Regions from separate parts of the Mus musculus genome. Here region 2 is linked to region 1. A link is a contact called in public HiChIP or PLAC-seq data. All regions are on one chromosome and are shown on one strand. The core of a region is the stretch at or near the end of the contact, and the rest is flanking DNA. Distances in the headings are between cores, read along the strand shown.

Region 1 (5,820 bases), core at 812-3,311:
TGACCCCCAACCATAAAATTATTTCCGTTGCTACTTCAGAACTGGAACTTCGCTACCGTTATGAGCCAGAACGTAAAATGGTTTTTCTATGGTCTTAGGTGATCCCCGTGAAAGAGTCATTCAACCTCCAAAGAGGTTTGCAACCCACAAGAGTTGAGAACTCTTGCTCTAGGACCTTCTTTGCCTGGCAGCCGTGGAGTTGACCCATAGCACTGCCTATCTGATGACTTTAGGGATGTTGAACTCTGCCTTCTTAGCCCACTCGCTTGACTTGGGAAGTGATATATGCTCGGTTGTGTTCAGCCTTTGTCAGACTTTCTTCCACAGGACAAAGGAGCAGCCAGCCAGCTTGAGTTAAGCACAGCCCCCCTCACCCCCACACGAACTTGCTAGTGTTCTAGGGGAAGGATATGTCTTTGAGAGGTCTGGGTGATTATTTTCTATACGGCTCTATTCCTAGTCCAAGGTCTGAAATGACTGTCTGAGGTTTGAATTTAATGTCTGGAGTGGATTTAGTTGGAACCTCAAAGTTATTAGCTGTGGATGTAAGGCTGTCACAGGACACCTCTGAGGTGTGCTGGAATGAGCTCTCTCCTATTCCTGGTTTCCACGCTGCCATCCATTTGTCAGGACTCAGCTTCCATGGCACCTCCTCTGACAAGCCTTTCTTAAGCGCTTGTTCCTCCAGGCTTGGGCTGAAGTGTTTTCACAGCTCTTTGTTCGTAGCTGGGTAACTGTACTTATCACATTATCTTGTCATTTATCTGTTTCCCGCCTTCTCACTGACCAGGCTGGGAGCGCCTTGAGGACAGGGACTGTTTTGATTCCTCTCATTTGTTCTGAGGCTGCTGCCTGGCACAGCCCCAGCTCAGAAGTATCCCAAAGTATCAGCTAAGGTATGCATGGGTAGGCGGATAACTGGATGAGCAAACAGATGGACAGATGGGTGGATAAATAGACAGACAGACAGGTGGATGGGTAGGTGAGCAGGTCAGATGGACGGATGGCTGTATTTACAGATGGATAGAAGGGTGGTGCTTTTGTTTCCTTTCTGTTGCTATGATTAAAAAAAAAAACTGACAAAAAGCACATTAGGTGAGAAAGGGTTTCTTTTATCTCACAATCCCAGGGTTACAGTGCATTTGTGTGAAGTCACAGGGGCAGGAGCTGGTCCCATATCACATCCAAGATCATAATCTGAGAGAGAGAAACGTATGCATGCTTGCTTATGCTCAGCTTGAGTTCTCTATTCTTACTCAGCTCAGCTCTCGATGTCCTGCCTAGGGAATGGTGCCACCCACCATGGACTGGGTTTTCCCACATCAACTAATTTAATTAAGACAGTACCGCATAGAGAGAACTGCAGACCCGTTTCAGACAATCCTTCACTGAGACGGTTTCGAGGGGATTCTATGTTGGGTCAAGTTGACAGTTAAAACTAACTGTAATTGATGGACAGGCGTGTGACTGACCAGATGGATAGATGGATGAATAGATGACTGTATAGACAGACTAATGGATGAATGATAAACAGAATGGTGGGCAGACCAACTGCTGTGTGAATGAATGCAGACTGTCATGTGGGCGTCATGCCCTCATGTCAACCCTTAGAACGCTAAAACAAAAGCTTCCTCCAATGACTCTCTTCCTGGGCAATGAGTGGATGCCATAGCAGTCTCCAGGGAATGTCAGAGATGAGGGAGAAGGAAGTGTGGGTCTCTGGGTATAGGACCCTGGGGAAAGCTCCTTTAGCCTGAAGGAACTGAGTCCTTCCTCCTCTGAGATGCCATAGTGAGGAGGGAGGGGTGAGTCCACATCCTTCATTGCTGGGGACCACTCTATAAGAGATCAGACAGAAAACCCCCCTGGTGTGCTGCAGGCACAGAGGAACTCAAACCCTCTTCTAGCTTTGCAGCAGGAGGCCTGAGAGATGGCAAAGACCAACAGCAGCCTGGAGGGACAGGAAGTACCAGGCCCTTTGAGGTTTAGTAACAGCTCCTCCCACTCTCTGGAGCCTTTGAAAAGCCTCTGCCCTTAGTGGCTTGTAAGTCAAGACTCTCACCCAGACTTGTCCTTTGTCTCTCAAGGAAAACTCATGCTGCCCCTGATGTGGCTCCAGAGACACATGCAGGAAGGACCACTGCCTTTGCCCAGGCTTGTCACATGCAAATTCCCTTAGCCACAGGGCCTGCCTCAGTCCTGGGAACTCCTGTGCTTTGAGGCCAGTGTTCTGAGCCTGGCTCCGTGGGAGGTGGGTGGCCTTGACTTTAGTGTGGACTGGCTGGCAGGAGGAGGTGCATCCTCTGTGGAACACCGGGGCTCCTGGCCTTCTGCCAGTATTACTAGGGATGGACAGACTGCTCTGGGGCCCGAGGAGGGGACAAGATAAGCAGGATCACAGTTGCCTATTTGCACTTTGCCTCAGTTTCCCCTTGAAAGCTCTGAAGAGAAAGGACCTGCTTTGCCATCTCAGGTCTGTCCTATTTCCTAAAGTTGGGAGCCTCAGTGGTCTTGAACACCCACTGTGGGGTAGCTCGGTCAAAGCACGCTGAGATTCAGGGGTCTGTATTCTTTTTTCATTCATCTTCTTCCTCCTCTTCCTCCTTTACCTCTTCTTCCTCCTTTACCTCTTCTTCCTCCTCTTCCTCTTCTTCCTCCTCTTCCTCTTCTTCCTCCTCTTCCTCTTCTTCCTTCTCTCCCTCTTCTTCCTCCTCTTCCTCCTCTTCCTCCTCTTCCTTCACCTTCTTTTAAGACAAGGTCTCTTTATGTAGCCTTGAATTGACCTAGAACTTGATTCATATACCAGGCTGGCCTTGAACTTACAGAGATCTACCCGCTTCTTCCCCTGGAGTATGGGATTAAGGGTACGCATTATCACACGTGGCTAGGAATGTTCTTTCGCTTCTTGCTACGGACGTGCAGAACCCCACCTACATGGTCCCTCTAATTTCCTCAGCTGCCCATTCTGCATGTGCCTGGCTCCTCCTGAGCTGTCCCCGAGGCTTGGTATGTCCTGATTAATTAGGTCTTGTGCTTTGTTTGTTCACGATGACCCTCGTGGCAGGGCTCCTTGCTCATATGGTCAGATGATGCCAGGGTGAAGGTGCCCCTTCATCTGGCCGAGGAGGAGACCTGGAGGAAAGGCTCAGGCTGTCCCTCAAGAGTGACTCCCTCCCTTCTGCTCCCTCAGTCCTGCTTACCAAGCCTGAGTTTGTAGCTGCCCTACTCCCTTCTGTACCTACCCATACCCCCCTCCCCCACCCCGCCCCGCCCTGCCCTTCGCTGGTGCCTCAAGGGTCAAAGCAGGGTGAAAGTGTGCCTGGGTGTGCTCAGTGGCTGTGTAAATGTGAGAGTTGAGTCATAGCACCTGGGTGTATGTGTGTGTATGCATGAAAAAAAAGGGCAGGAAAAAATGTGAGAGCATGCAAGCATGTGAGGGTAGCTTAGATCCTCACTCTGTGTGTATGTGTGCGTGTACGCGAGCGTGCGTGCGTGTGTGTGTGTGTGTGTGTGTGTGTGTGTGTGTGTGAGAGAGAGAGAGAGAGAGAGAGAGACAGAGACAGAGACAGAGACAGACAGAGACAGAGAATATGAGGGTCAGAAGAGAATGTGGGAATGTGTAAACATGTGAGGACCAGTTAGATCCTTACTCTGTGCGTGTGTGCGTGCGTGTGCATGGTGTGCGTGTGTGTGTGTGTGTGTGTGTGTGTGTGTGTGCACTTGTGTTTGCTCATGTGACAGTCAACCTATGAGAAGATGAGGGTGGATTGTAGCTTCGGGTGAGTATGTGAGCCTGGGGACCCTTGGCTCCTCGCTTGTATGTTCACATGCGCATGGTGCATGTTATGTTACAGTGTAGCTATGTATTCCATTCAGTCATTACCCTGCACCCAGATTCTTACATGTGGGAGCTCAGGTCAAAAGCAGAATCCTTGCCCGGGAGTGGGCAGCAGCGGGAGAGACAGACACCAGGTTACAGCACTCTGGTATCTGGCAGTGCCTGGCACCAATAGATGTCCCAAGGGGCAGGAGTGCGAAGGTGACCTGAGACCACGTATAGGAGGGTCAAGAAGGGCCTCCATTTTGAAGGCTGCATGCTGTGAACATTTGTGCAGTTAAGCAGCAGAGAGCAGTGTCAGGAGCTGGGCGAGCTTGGAGGCTCAGCTCGGCTGTTTCGTAGCTGTGTGACCTTGAGAAAATGCCTCCACATCTCTGCGCCTCCAGAGCTGTGGAATGAGAATGGCCGTGGTCACAGAACACCTAGAGAGTCCTAAGAACAGAGTCTGAGGCGTGGGAAGTGCTCACTAAGTGCTCCCTGCAGTAATTGCTTCCCCGTGACTGGAGGTGTGAGAGGTGAGCAGGAGTGGACAGAGCAGGCGTCAGTACGTACTTCCGTGTGCCCATAGTAGAGTTCGTATGCACATGTACATATATGTAGGGCAGGATGAGAATGTTGTGTGTAGGCAAGGGCGTGCTCATGCACGTGTGCCCATGAGCACCATGACCAAGATAGTGCAGGTGACTGCAGGACCCGGAAGAGAGTACTGGGTATGATTGTGTGCATGGGGCTTGCAGTGGCCATGTGACTGTGGCCATGTGCAGCTGTGCACAGGGGCAGGCATGTGCCATGCGAAGGGCGGGGGCAGATGCAGCCACAGCAGCGTGTGAGCCAGGGTCTGCTAGGGCCCCTTTGGAGACCATAATGGGAATGACAGGTCCTGGAGAGGGTTCTTGGTTGTCCAGGGCCCTCTGAGACTTCTGGTGATTTCCTTGCTCTGTTGGTTCGCTGACAACTGCCTCCCCTCAGACATCTCTCATCCCCTACTCCCTCCATCCTGTCCAGCCTCAGATCTGGCTCCTTACCTTCTCCTGTATTGTCCCCCTTCAACACTGCTTAGCGGAGCTCTGCTCTGTCTTTCACCATGCCTGACCAGGGACTGGCTTGGAAAGGCTAGTGACTGTCCTTCAGAGACTCTGCCCGAACTGGGGGCAGAGCATCGTCTAATTCCTGCATGACCCTGGGGGTCCCTTAAATAAATGACCTCAGGCCCTTCTCCTACTTCATCCCAGAGAGCGCTCTGTCTGCCTTTCTAACAAGACACCCCCACCACCTAGGTGCACACTTGTAAGAGTAAGGACACAAGGCTTTTGACTGGGGACTTGGTGGCCTTTCTCAAGAACTGCATCTCTCCCTGCTATCCTTTCTGGATAGTGGGCTGAGTTCTGTTTTCATGGAAGCCATAGGGGAAGGTGGAATATGAGACTGGATGGGGCCTGGAGAATTGTATTCAGCATGCCTGGTCCAAAGCTTGACCATCTACCCAGACAAGCCGGGGTTCGAAAAACATGGCTTTGGGGCACCTGTCCTGACTGGGTCGGTAGAGCTAATGACACCAAGGATAGGACTGAGGAGCTAGGTTGGAGTGGGGAGGACCTAGAGGAGGAGCTAGGTTGGAGTGGGGAGGACTTGGAGACAGTCTGGAGGACAGAGCTTGGTTATTGTCATGTGCTGCTCAGAGTGCATCCTACTGGATTCCTAGCTGTTGTCAACGCTCTCAACTGGTAGCTATTCTCCAGAAGGGACTTTGTTCAATGTGATATCCTCTGTGCTTGAGCCAGTGTGGTACCTAGTGGGCACACAGTGAACATAAGGCATAACTCTCCCTGACCACGTTTCTCATGCGGTGGCATAGCCAGACGAGTTTGTCAGACAGGAAGCCATGAGGACAGGTGGAGTTTGAAACCAGGGCCTAGTCTAGGCCTGCATGCACTATGTGATTTGACTGAATCATCTCCCCGCCCACCCCAACCCCCAACCCC
Region 2 (5,608 bases), core at 1,229-3,728, 490 kb after region 1:
CACAAAGTAGAGGGGCCCAAGCATGGTAGCACCAGTCTTTAAACCTAGCACTTGGGAGGCAGAGGCAGGTAGACTTCCTATTACTTTGAGGCCAACCCGGTCTACATACATCGTGAGTTCCATAGAGAGACCCTGTCTAAAACACACACACACACTCAGACTCCCTGATACACACACAAGAAAGATATTTAGGGAAAGAAATGAGACACACCTTAGAGAATGGGTAGGAGTAGCAGCTCACTTAGCTGTCTCTAGCTGTACTACTTAGTGTCTACTTAACACAACCTACAGTAAAGCGAGGAAACCTCAATTAATGAATTACCCAAATCAGATCGTCTTGATTGATGTAGAAGTTTCCAGCAAAATGTAGACAGTTCAATCCTTGGGCAGGAGGTACCGTATTATATAAGAAAGCTAACTGAGCACGAGCCAGTGCGCAACCCAGTAAGCATTCCCCCATGGTTCCTGCCTCTGCTCCTACTTTGAGTTCCTGCCCTAACTTCTCTCAAAGCTGAACCGTGACCTGGAAGTGTGAGCTGAAAACCCTTTCCCCTCTCAAAAGGCTTTTGGTCATATCTTTTACTACAGCAACAGAAAGCTATCTAGAACAGATAATTATGTACTCGGTGCCATAATATGTTAAAAGTATTCATTTGCCTTTGATATTCATAGAAGTTTACAGTTAAGAGATTTGAGGTAGGGGAGCAGGGCGGGGGAGGGAGGGTATAGGGGACTTTTAGGATAACATTTGAAATGTAAATGAAGAAAATATCTAATAAAAACAAAGAGATTTGAGGTTGTTGTTGTTGTTTTGAGACAGGGTTTCTCTATATAGCCCTGGAACCTACTTTGTAGACCAGGCTGGCCTTGAACTCTTGAGATCCACCTGCCTCTGCCTCCCAAGGGCTGGGACTAAAGGCGTGTACCACCACACCTGGCTGACTTGTGAGCCTTTCAAAGGGTTAAAATTTTTTAAGCATTCAAGGACTTTTAAAAGCAGACCCAGTACACTGGGATATAACCGTGAGATTTGGGGCAAAGGGGTGGAAGGCTATATGGTCTTTAAAGTGACCTGTTTGTGTACCATTGACAAAGGATTGATCCTGGTGCTTGATTTTAAATGTCAACTTGCCACGATTTAGAATCGCCCAAGCAGCAATTCTCAGTTGAGGAATTATCTTGACTCCCTTAATGGATGTGGGAAGACCCACCCCAGAGATGGGCGGCGCCTTCTGGTGGCAGCCCAGATCAAAAGCAGGACATGGAAGAAGGAAGCCTTTTTCCCTGACCTTCCCCTCTGCTGCTAGTAGTCTACCCTGCTGCTGCCACCCCACTTGATTCCTTTGCTCAAGTCAAAATCAGCTTTCGACATGGACTGAGGACCAGATACCCTCCAGGTCTTCAGTACCACCTTGGGAGTGCCAAGGCACCAAAGGATTTCCCAGGTGGGTTCTCAGTGCTCCTACTTCCTCTGTATTGCATAAGCTAATTTGATAAATTCATGTGTGTGCGTATATGTGTTCGTATATATGTGTGTGTGTGCGCGCGCGCGCGCACGCGCGTGCGTGTGCACGCGTATACACTCATTAAGTGGACTCTGTTCCTCTAGAGCAGAGGTTCTCAACAGGGGTCACCTAAGATCATTAGAAAACACAGATATATATTATGATTCATACCAGGAAAAAATTACAGTTATGAATTAGCAAGGAAAATAATTTTACAGTTGGGGGGTCACCACAACATGAGGAATTGCATTACAGGGTCATAGCACTAGGAAGGTTGAGAACCGCTGCTCTAGAGAACCCTGACTAATATACCAATATATACTATTTTGATGATTTTCAAACTTAGAACAATTTTTCCCCTCTCTTTTGTGATAGATGAACTTACAGGGTGGGCCTTTTGAAAGGGGTTACAACCTGAGAAGATAAAACCAGGAACCCCTAGGATTGTACAAAGCGGTGAGGGCAGGGACCATGGACTAGGGAGGCCAGGGGTGGGAGGGTCTATTGAGAGTCCTGGAAAATGGCAGGTTTTCAGCTAACAAGGGAAGAAAACCTGAAGTAAACGTTACCTGTCCTGGAATCTTGATTCTTCCCGGGCAGAGGCTTCAGCCAGACTCAGTGAGAAGAGAGTCTCCTCCACCCCAGCCCTCATTAATTTTCCACGCTATTTTGTCCTGCTTCGTTTTGAAATAAACACTTGAAGACCCCAGCCCTCCCTTGGCCCTGTCTTGTCTCGGGTGCTCTGCTGAGCCTCAAAGCGAGGAGCTCAGGAAATCCGGAGAGAAGGGAGGGTGGCCACGGGCCAGGTTGCTACAATGCCCAGCCCTCTAAGACCCCTGAGGCAGGAAGGTCCCTAGCTCACCAGTTTCCCTCAACCTCCTTCCTGAGAGGAAGGGGCTGTCTATGTCCCCCACCCCAAGGGTGAAGGCTCAGCCAAACGCAGCAGGGAAGCCAGGAAGGTGTCGCAATTCTGGGTCCCCCCCACCCCCCGCCTGTCATTAACGACGGGGCTAGAAAGAGAAGTTTCGGGAACTTGCCCCAAGAGGAGAGGAGACGAGAGAGAAGAGAGAGCACAAGCGTGGGGGCTGGGCACAGCGCCCTAGCCCCAGTGTAAGTAGGGGGAGGGCGGGGAGCCCTGGAGACCTCAGACCATTCCCCAACCCTGCTAGGGCCACATCAGGGGGCCCAAGACAGGATCCTTGGGGAAATGGGAGTCTCTCTGTGTGTATAGCATCAGGGAGGTCAGACAGCTGGATCTCTGGGAACAGGAGCTGAGCTCAGGTATGAAGAATCCCACCCAGAGTCCCTATCCTTCAGACAGGCTTACTCCCTGCTTTCAGCCATTTGGCCTGCTTCTTCTCAGCAAGAACAGCTGTCTCAGAGTCTCTGGGCCTCTGTTTCCTCTCCCGGTTCCCTTAGCCTCTTAACTTTAAACAGTTGATGCAAGACTTGCCTGAGATAGCTTTCTCTGTCGGCCTCTCCACTTCTCTCTGCATCGCTCCAGCCTGCTCATCGTTGTTGTTGATGATGATGTTGTATGCAGCTCTCATGCAGACAAGGTTTATCATCTTGTCGGCAGATAAGAACCTTGAACTTCTTCTGATCCTCCTGTATCACAAATGCTGGTCTGTAGGCCTCCACCACCATGCCTGATACTTAATGTGGTACTGGGGATCAAGCCTTGGTCTTTGTGCCTGCTAGACAAGTGTTCAACCAACTAAGCTCTATCCCCAGCCCTGGTTGCTTTATATTTTTGAGATAGGTTTCGCTAAGTTGCCAAAATGAGATTTGAATGTCTTCTATAGCACAGGCTGGCCTTGATCTTGTAACACACTTGCCCCCACTTCCAGAATAACTGGTCTCAACCCCCTGCCACTGGGCTAGGCTCTACCTCTGTCTATTCTCTATGTATCTCTTTTCCCCAGCTTGTCTATTCACCCATCTATGATGCATTGATCCTTTATCTCTGCCACACCTGGGGATCTCGCTCCCATAGTTTATTCTCAACATCCTCTTCGTCCCCGTCTTCCCACAGACAGAATTTCAAAAGAATAGGACAGGAGAAGGGAGCCCAGAGGGAAGGTTGGCAACAATGAGCAAAAGGAAAAGGTAGAGAGGATGCTGTAGCAGCCTGACTTACGGCATCAGCTGTGTCCGTGGGCACAGTGGACACAGCGAGCAGCTGCAGAGCCCAGCACATGGCCAGAGTGGTGGGAAGAGCCTGAGAGGCTTGGAGCTAGAAGTAGACCTGGTGGCTATGCCAGGAGGCTATTGGTTCCTTTGGCTGATTTCCTGCTTTTAGGGCTCATACAGATAGCCCACTGCTTCTGAGAGCTTGTTCCTTGGGCACTGTGCCAAGAGCTTTCATCTTAACTGTCTCGCTTCATCGTTATAGCATTGCTGAGACATGAGTGGTATTGTTAAGCCCCTTTTTCCTAAATGGAGAAACTGAGACTCAGAATGGTGAAGTAACTCATCCAAGTTCACCAGGCAGGTGAGTGTTGGAACCAGAGTCAGAACTGGGCTCCCAGCCTCTTTGTACACTTCTTCCCTAGACAATGAGACATAGGCTCCAGCAGGCCCAAGCTCCTACTCAACTGGGGCCACCCTCAAGGCTTCCATAGGAAACTGTTCTGATGTTAAACATGCCAGCCCCATGCAATCTAGAGAGGAGGCCTGGTCTCCTCTGTTCTGTTTTCTGCTCTTGACATAAGCCTGTGGGAAGGATACAGTGGTACCAGGTATGAACTAGGCCTACTACAACCACAAATGAGTGGAGAACCAGCATCCTGAGCCCTGGGGGCTAAGTCTTTCCCACTCAGTGTGTACATATGTACATGTGTGTGTGCATGTGGATGCAGGAGATGATCAAACTGGTATGTTGATGTGAGGTTATTGTCTGAGGTTTCCATTGCTAGGATAGAACACCCTAGCCAAAAGCAACTTGGAAAAAGGGTTATTTCACCATACACTTCCAGGCAACAGTCCATCACTGAAGAAAGTCAGGGCAGGAATTTGAGACAGAAACTAATGCAGATGCCATTGAAGAGTGCTGCTACTGGCTTGGTCCCCATGGTTTGCTTAGCCTAACTTCTTGTAGCACTGGGACCACCCGTCCAGGGATGACACTACCCACAATGATCTGGCCCCTCCCACATCCAGCATTCATCAGGAAAATGTACCTACCACAGGCTTGCCCACAAGCAAATCTGGTAGAGGTATTTTCTCAACTGAAGTTTCCTCTTCCCAAATGATGCTAGCTTGTATTACGTTGACACACAACTAGCCAGCACAGTTACAAAACAAAGATTGGTAAACAGAGATATGGGGGGGGGGCGCAAGAGGGAAGAAAAGCTTGCGCCCCCTCCTAGCTCCATCCTATCCCTGCTCTTTCTAGGAGACAGATTTGACCTTGGCAGTGTGTTGCACACATGGACATTTCCTTGATACCCTGGTGAGGGGAAAGCCATTGATTTGAACCATTTCATGTCTTTCTCTTAAAGGCAGTACAGGCCAGTGTCACCCCATGTTGCAAGCACTGAGACTCAGGGGTCAGGTATCCTGCCCAGATACTGGCAGAGCAAGGCTCTGGCTGCAAATCCTGTTCTTAACCATCTCTCACTGCCTCCAGGTAAGCTTCAAGCTGGCAAAATGGTAGGGCTGGGAGCCTGCACCCTGACTGGAGTTACCCTGATCTTCTTGCTACTCCCCAGAAGTAAGTCAGGGGCCGGGGAGGACAATTATAAGGGAGGCATCGGTCCCCCCAAGCTGCTGTGTGCCAGACCCTGGGAGTGTGGCAGTGAACACAGCAGCCAAAGCCTCTCCATCACAGAGCTTCGAGGTAGCAGAGCAGTTATGACTCTCATTACAAAGGGATGTCAGAAATCCAGGAAACAGTCTGGTTCACTGGGATGCCCATATGCTAAGCTGGTGAGAGAGGGCCTAAAGGGCACCATGAAGAGGAGGCAGCAGGGCGAAGAGCCACAGATGGGAGAGAAGCATATTGTTTCTCCAGGAATAGACTAGGTGTCTGCAAGCAGAAACCATGGTCAGAGCTGAAACAGTGAGTGAGGCCAGGAGCTACACGAGGGGTCTGGAACTCT

The links. HiChIP or PLAC-seq counts read pairs in DNA pulled down with a chosen protein or histone mark.
Region 2: a contact with region 1 is called in an H3K27ac HiChIP or PLAC-seq map of embryonic stem cells, with 8 read pairs. The contact joins the promoter of Csf3r here to the enhancer-like site in region 1. A contact is called at or near these places in 4 of 39 promoter capture datasets (the 3T3-L1 cell line, cranial neural crest, frontonasal cranial neural crest and 1 more) and 1 of 115 datasets of contacts at active chromatin or transcription factors (embryonic stem cells).

What each region holds. Positions count from the first base shown.
Region 1 is chr4:125,536,495-125,542,314 of GRCm38.p6, forward strand. All of the region lies in intron 1 of Grik3 (glutamate receptor, ionotropic, kainate 3), which reads left to right. Among named protein-coding and RNA genes, the nearest start is that of Gm32807, 21 kb to the right of the region's middle. Within about 2 kb of position 2,062, at least 25 of the 459 cell types and tissues checked have an H3K27ac peak or open chromatin away from gene starts, as enhancers often do. A contact at or near this core is called in embryonic stem cells, where this site is marked.
Region 2 is chr4:126,022,181-126,027,788 of GRCm38.p6, forward strand. It overlaps Csf3r (colony stimulating factor 3 receptor (granulocyte)), which reads left to right and starts at 2,479. Exons shown (of 17, transcript NM_007782.3): 1 at 2,479-2,615; 2 at 3,901-3,999; 3 at 5,137-5,220. The coding sequence starts at 5,157. Gm32908 (a long non-coding RNA gene) reads right to left here and starts at 2,474. Exons shown (of 4, transcript XR_003955278.1): 1 at 2,075-2,474.